Linked DNA regions of Anas platyrhynchos: region 1 is linked to region 2. The links are chromatin contacts, called in public Hi-C maps. All regions are on one chromosome and are shown on one strand. Each heading gives the region's core, a stretch centred on a gene start, on an enhancer-like site or on the middle of the called end of the contact. The rest is flanking DNA. Distances are from core to core; before and after follow the strand shown. Region 1 overlaps PTPN3 (protein tyrosine phosphatase non-receptor type 3). Region 2 overlaps PTPN3 (protein tyrosine phosphatase non-receptor type 3).

Region 1 (3,242 bases), core at 186-2,685, 37 kb before region 2:
ATCAATATAAATTTCTCATTCACCACGTATAAGCTCCTTCAAATAAAAACAATGAACAATAAAGGCTATCATTCCACTACCATGCCAAAAACAAAATATAAAAGAAAAAAATGTTTCTCTTGAAATTATATTTTCCTTTTCAGCTGGCCAAGCTACCAACATTCTTTAGTATAAGAGCTTAATTAGAACAAACTCAAAGAAATCAAATTAAGCAACTATCTCGAGGTTTCTCAGTAATCAAAGTCCCTCCCACAAGGAAAAAACATCTTTGTCCTTCCACTGCCCCATTTTAGAATGGCTGGATTTTGTTCACATTGTTACAGGTACAACCATTTGGAAAAGTCCCATGTAGCAGAATGACAGAGACACCTACAGTTACGATTTGGAAAGTTTTCTAAGCCCATGCAGTTTACCAACAAAGACTGAGGAAATTCAACTGTGGAGGCATCCAGTTGCTACAGAATGTAGAAAAAAAGTCAGCTCTGTTCTCCTTGTTCTCCAGAACGTTCAATATTTGGTGGTACCATGAATATCAAGACATTAACTTCCCTACTAGTTCAAAATTTCAAAATACATAAATTCTTATTTTCAGTGTGTGAATAGGTTGACAGCTTAGACTATTAAATTTAATACAAAGGTGATAAATTCAAATTCACTTCAAATTCATTAGTCTTGGGCATTTGTTCAGTGCCAGTGAGACATTAGAAATTACAACCTCAAGATACCTATTTGCTTAAACTCAAAGCAAGTTTCTCTTGAGTTACTTCTTACCCTTGATATTTTTTTTTGATGTTTATTCCTCTCTATAATATTTATATGCCTTTGAAAGAAATCCTCTTGCAGGAAGAATTCTGTGTTCAGATAACTGCTACGTGACAAAACAACGTTCAATATTTTTCAGTTTGTTGCCATTAGAATTGGAGGAGTCTTTAATTCCACTTTGACTATTTCATGAAGGAAAGCCAAGATTTCTTAGGCTTTAGACTTAGCCTAAAGTCTGCCTTTCCCCATTCACTTTCTGCTACTTGTAGTTGAAACATACCTACATCTACAAATGCAAGGCGTACTTACATATTTGTGAATATTAGCCTAATATTCATACATTGACACATCTATCTTAATACATCCAAACTCAGAGCTTTCATAAATCACTGTGAGGTACCCCTAGCCCACAAACTAGCCCTGAAAATTTCCCACTCTTTGTTTTTCACTAATATACTGAAGTGCTTTGCTCACAGGCATTAAAACAAATGGTGCTGGCCGTGAAAATAACAACACACACACAAACTTCACGAAGCTGAATTTGTCTGTTGATATAATCAGAACTCAAATATGAGTTTTCAGCAGCTGGCTTCCAGTCCTATTCAGAGCTGGACTTTGTGACACAATCAGAGAGTAGCAAAGCCTGCCCTGAGGCAGGCCTCAAGGTCAGGTAATCAGGAAGGGCAGGCCTGACAGATGAGTACAGACTCCCCCAGAGCTGGTAGGGGAGCTCAGTACTGCGAGGACATTAATCTTCGTGAAACCTCGTCCTTGCACTAACACACAACCTAGCGAGGTAGCCACACTCCTTGCTTCTTTGCGATGAAGGGTCCTGTGCTGCCCTCAGGGCAGCTCAGCATTACAGTGGCGGGGAAGGAGGCCCTTCTGACTGCTGGATCAAGCAGACAACCAGCGGGGACACCCCGCGGCTACGCTCGAGGCAGGGAGATGAATTAGCTGGGCCCAGAGGTTCACAACAGTTTTGATCTTTTGTACAGAATTCACTGCTTAAAGGATGAAACAAGAAGCACAAAGTTCAGGTGCACGGTGCTACATTTCATCAGGCCAAGAGCTAACCCTGAAGCTCTGTAAACAACTGCTTACAGGGAAGAGTACACTATTATCAAAAGTAGTAATTCCTAATTTTTCAAAGGTCCTTGTACATGGACCTTTGTCCCTTGTACATGGGACAAGAAATTTATGCCAAGTCCAGTCACAACTGACAGACAAGGCAATCTTATAGGGCATGCTGGAAATGAACAATTAAAATTTTCTATTAGTTTTCTGCTGCTTCTCTTATATTCCTACCTCCCCCCAGCATCCTACTCCCCACGGTTAGCTACTATTACATTTATATACATATATACACACACACATATACACATACACATAAATGTGCATGTACACCTACATATACATTTTACATATAAATCTACGTGCGTATATATAACATACATATACTAATACATATGCTTATCTATACAAAATATATACTAAAATATTTGACTAATTCTGAGTGTTTTGGAATGTAAGCTATTAGACTGAAAATAATTTGTTTGGCTAGCAAATTATTTTTCTTTCGATAAACATCCAGACAGAATTCAGAAATAAAATGAGTCTGCAAAGCGAATTGTAACAACACTTTGGAAAATACTGTTTTCAAATGAGGCTTTGAGAATCCTGTAGGAATGCATGCCATAATTTAGAGAAATGCAGCAATGGAGTTTCCTCATAAAAACCCTTAACTTCTCAGCCTGGGTAAACTGGACAAAGGAAGCATCATATGTGCAAGTTCACACTATACTTTAGGTCAGTTTTTCCTGCACAGTCAAATAATTCTACTGAAAACTGATTGAAGAGTTAAGGTGATTCCTTTGTTTTCATCTAGAAATGAAACAACACCTTTAATCAGTAAGAAGGGTTATGAAACTAAATATTTACAAAATGAAGTAGTGTTCTATCTGTACAACTGCATTATATTAGCTGCTTTCCCAATACAGATATTCCAGTAAAATTCTGTAGCATAAACTTGTCTCAGCAGTTGGACTTGATCTTTGCAAGTCCCTTCCAACTGTACTACTCTACAGTAAGTTCTATTAGCCTGTCCAAAATTTCCAACATCCTCCATCCCCTTTCCCACTCTGCTCCCCTAAAAAATAAACCAATAAAAAGAACACATTGAAGCACAACAGACTGACCTGTCCTACTAAGCCATGCTGTCTTCCCTACTTGCGTGATCTTTGTATTTCAGAAAACATGTAATGACCTCACTATGTTAATTTACATTTACAATTTACCTCCTTTTAGCATTACTCATCCTTTGCTGACAGAAAAGAAATAGTACATCCAAATTTGCGATTCCCCTTTAGATACAAATTACTTATTCACAGCTGATCATGATAATTTTATCTGCTTCTCAGGGATTCCTATGCTATGTAGAAGACCATTTTCCAGATACAATCTGCTTGATGTGATTTTAT
Region 2 (3,349 bases), core at 1-2,500:
TACATAAACAGCACAAATAGCCTTCCTTTGCCTGTGTTATCATAGAGCAGTGTTCATTAATGCTCTCAGAAATGGTAAAAAAATCAGCTCCCTCTTCCCACCCACTCTCCACCCCCGACAAGGAAACCATATGTTTCAGGAGATTAGTAATAGAGCAGCTTCTTTCGGAACATCACAAGTAATGGAAAGGGAAAAAAAAAATCATGTAACTATATTTCTTTTCAGAGGTTGTTAATAAAATGTGCAAATGCCTCAGCATTTTCCTATTCAGGACATTCCAGTCCAGCAGCACACAGGGTTATCACGTACCTAAGGGGAGAAGCCCTAAAGAATTAGGTCTAGAGTCTGGGGATCAGAAGGCAGGAGCTTGTCTACATTAATTGATTTCCAGACTGGTGTTATAAAAATCTACACACTGAAAATATTAATGAGGTCCTGTTTTGGAAGGAGAAGAAGTTCTCAGTTTAGCTATAAGCTTTCAGTAACTATGAAGAGTTGTACTCTGGGTATTGAAGGTATAAAGCAGCTGGAGAGGTTTTCTTGCTATGAGCCATCCAAAGATACCTTGTATTTTTCTGCCATGACTGTCTGGTGCTATATGTTGTGACACACACAAAAAGCAGTCTGTGTCAAAGGACTTTAAAATGGTTGTTGTAGCACTGAACTTCCAGATCCCCACCTCTGGAGTAACACCAGGACTCCCGCATGCAGCTTTTGGGCTGTTTCAGTGGAGGACATAGGAGACATTTTCCAGCTCGTGTCATGCTGGAAAGCTGCCAGCACGCTGAATCGAGAATGCTTAGTCAACATATTCAGCAGAGAGATGCCGATGCCAGTGGTGGGAAGTGCTACGTATGCGGATACCCTGATAAGTCTCCCATCTCAGCCCCAGGTGCTCCAGGGAGGCACCTCTGTCCACTCGGGCTGTATTTCCTGGAAACGTGCCCTTGAACACAAATAGGATTGGTGTGCCATCCTTCTGGCTTCTAATTAGGTTCACCTATTTCCTGAGTCGTGGTTTCACAGCCCAGTGACTGCAGGAGTGCAAATCAAGGTACACAGAGACAGCGTTATCAAAATCAGGCTGTCTGATTAGCTGCCATGCAAACACTAAGGGTTATAATGCAGGAGTTTTAAATTTAGTCCAAGTCCCACTCTCTCTAATCTTTCTGAAAACCCACATTGTATCTGGCCTTACATGCCTTTCATACTTAACCTGACTTATCATGGTCTGAAACTCTGTGAGGGCTATTGTCATTCCTTGGATTGCACACATAGAATAGAAGCATTAAAAGAGAACATGCGGCTTGCAGAGACATGCAACCACAAATTGGGAAATATCAGTGTTAGAATCACTCACAGATTTATAATTCTGCTCTCCTAGCATAGATACCAATTACAGGGTCACATTAAATATTTCCCAGTTCTCCAGTGTATTTTCCTGAGAGGGTCAACATCATACAAAACATTTATATGCTGGTTTCTTTCCACTGGAGACGATTACATGGGTTTGAGTACAAATGCAGACTATCAAGTGAAAATCATTAAAAAAACTGATGCAAAGCATATACTGGAAGTTATTTTTGTTGTTGTTGTTGTTGTTTTTTCCCTGTGTTTTTTGTTTGTTTGTTTTCCTGAAATTCAAGACCACAGAATAAGTTTGTGGATATTTATCATCATACCTGTCCATACTGCAGTTTTAGTGGCTCAACTACAGCTGACTACTCACATTTTACAAAACCCTTACTTGTCTTCTCCCCACATTTGCCCACCTGCATATTTTGGTAAAGCAGCACAACATTACTTACCATTGTCAATCACTTCCAGTCCCAATTTATGCTTTTTGCAGGATTAATTAGGGAAAATCAGTGCTGTGCTAATAACAGACATTTTAGTACGGTCACTGAAAGCATAGAATAGTAAAGAAGAGGAAAAGGATTGTTTTACTTCACAATTTTTAATCTGGTGAAATTAAAAGGGCCTCAAGGGACTGAATTTTAGGGGACAGATTGGAGTGCCACATATTATTTTTCATAGAATTGTCTCTATGGGTAAAGGAAGCACTTTGCTGCCATTTTGCACTCCTAGGTCCATACTTTGGATCCTCAGACTGACCATTCAGTTCCAGAGGAAGAAGATTTATTGTCCGTGTTTTGACACTGCAGTCCCAAAACTCTCATTCCTGATTACTCCAAGCAGACCAACACATTCCCCAGAGTGGTCAGGTACCCAAGAAACATTTTTTTAATTGCTTCAGTTAGAGAAAGAAACCAGTCAGTGTTTTCTACTTTCCTAGTCAAGGATGAAAGGCAGCATTTCCAGACTAAACCTGTGGTAAGGGTGGCAACTAACAGCTCTGCAATCCCCAGGGTGGTAGGGGAGGTTTTTTGCTGGTCTTTGAAGGATCACATACAGATGTTTTGCTATTTTTAAAGTCAGGGAGTCAAGGAAGTAAACAGGTTTTGGAACACCACTGGCAATTGAGCCCTGCTAGGAACTGCAGTTTTCAGTGCGCAGATACCTGTGTTTCCTGTGGGGAGCTAGCTTGCCAGTCTGAGCAGTTTGGGTACCTTTGGCTAACTACCTCAGGCTTTGTTTCTGTAAATAAACCCGTGTATAGCACCATCACATGTTCTCCCTTTCGTGCCTTCCACTCCATATGGGACTTTTATAATGCTAGGATTACAAATATGACATCACCGCCAACACTTCCGCTGGTAACATTACTCTCTCTGTAAAGCCCGATAGATGGCTAACAAAAACTGTTTTCAAAGCAGAGCTGATCTCATTGCTGATGCTTGTGCAGAAAGATGTTTTGGCATGATAAGACTGTATAAACTGATGTGTTTGTTATTGAAACATATCTTAAGTTTTCATATCTATTCAAAAGAGAAAAGAAAGAGAAAAGAAATGAAAGAAACAAAAAGAAAAGGAGAAAGAAGAGAAGAGAAGAGAAGAGAAGAGAAGAGAAGAGAAGAGAAGAGAAGAGAAGAGAAGAGAAGAGAAGAGAAGAGAAGAGAAGAGAAGAGAAGAGAAGAGAAGAGAAGAGAAGAGAAGAGAAGAGAAGAGAAGAGAAGAGAAGAGAAGAGAAGAGAAGAGAAGAGAAGAGAAGAGAAGAGAAGAGAAGGAGAAAGATAGTAACTTCTTGATGGAAATGTCAAAACAAAAACATTTTTGAAATCTTCAGCCTCCTGAAAGACTATTTTAAGCATGGAGAGAAGCTTTTATAAGCTGATACGAGGAGGCTACTTGGAAATAATATGAGAATTAAAGTCCAGTCATTTCCCTACAATTGAACAGAACCCTTCCTGATTCTCCTCCTCCAAACCTTTCCCTATGAGTCGATAGC

Evidence for each region. A called contact is a pair of places that touch in the nucleus more often than the background predicts.
Region 1: a contact with region 2 is called in a Hi-C map of skeletal muscle, with 1.8 times the contacts expected there. The contact joins two enhancer-like sites. A contact is called at or near these places in 2 of 8 Hi-C or Micro-C datasets (both in skeletal muscle).

Annotation. Positions count from the first base shown.
Region 1 is chr2:68,438,509-68,441,750 of IASCAAS_PekinDuck_T2T, reverse strand. The region is part of intron 2 of PTPN3 (protein tyrosine phosphatase non-receptor type 3); the gene reads right to left. Among named protein-coding and RNA genes, the nearest start is that of PTPN3, 69 kb to the right of the region's middle. Within about 2 kb of position 1,435, at least 4 of the 8 cell types and tissues checked have an H3K27ac peak or open chromatin away from gene starts, as enhancers often do.
Region 2 is chr2:68,400,737-68,404,085 of IASCAAS_PekinDuck_T2T, reverse strand. All of the region lies in intron 1 of PTPN3 (protein tyrosine phosphatase non-receptor type 3), which reads right to left. Among named protein-coding and RNA genes, the nearest start is that of PTPN3, 31 kb to the right of the region's middle. Within about 2 kb of position 1,250, at least 2 of the 8 cell types and tissues checked have an H3K27ac peak or open chromatin away from gene starts, as enhancers often do.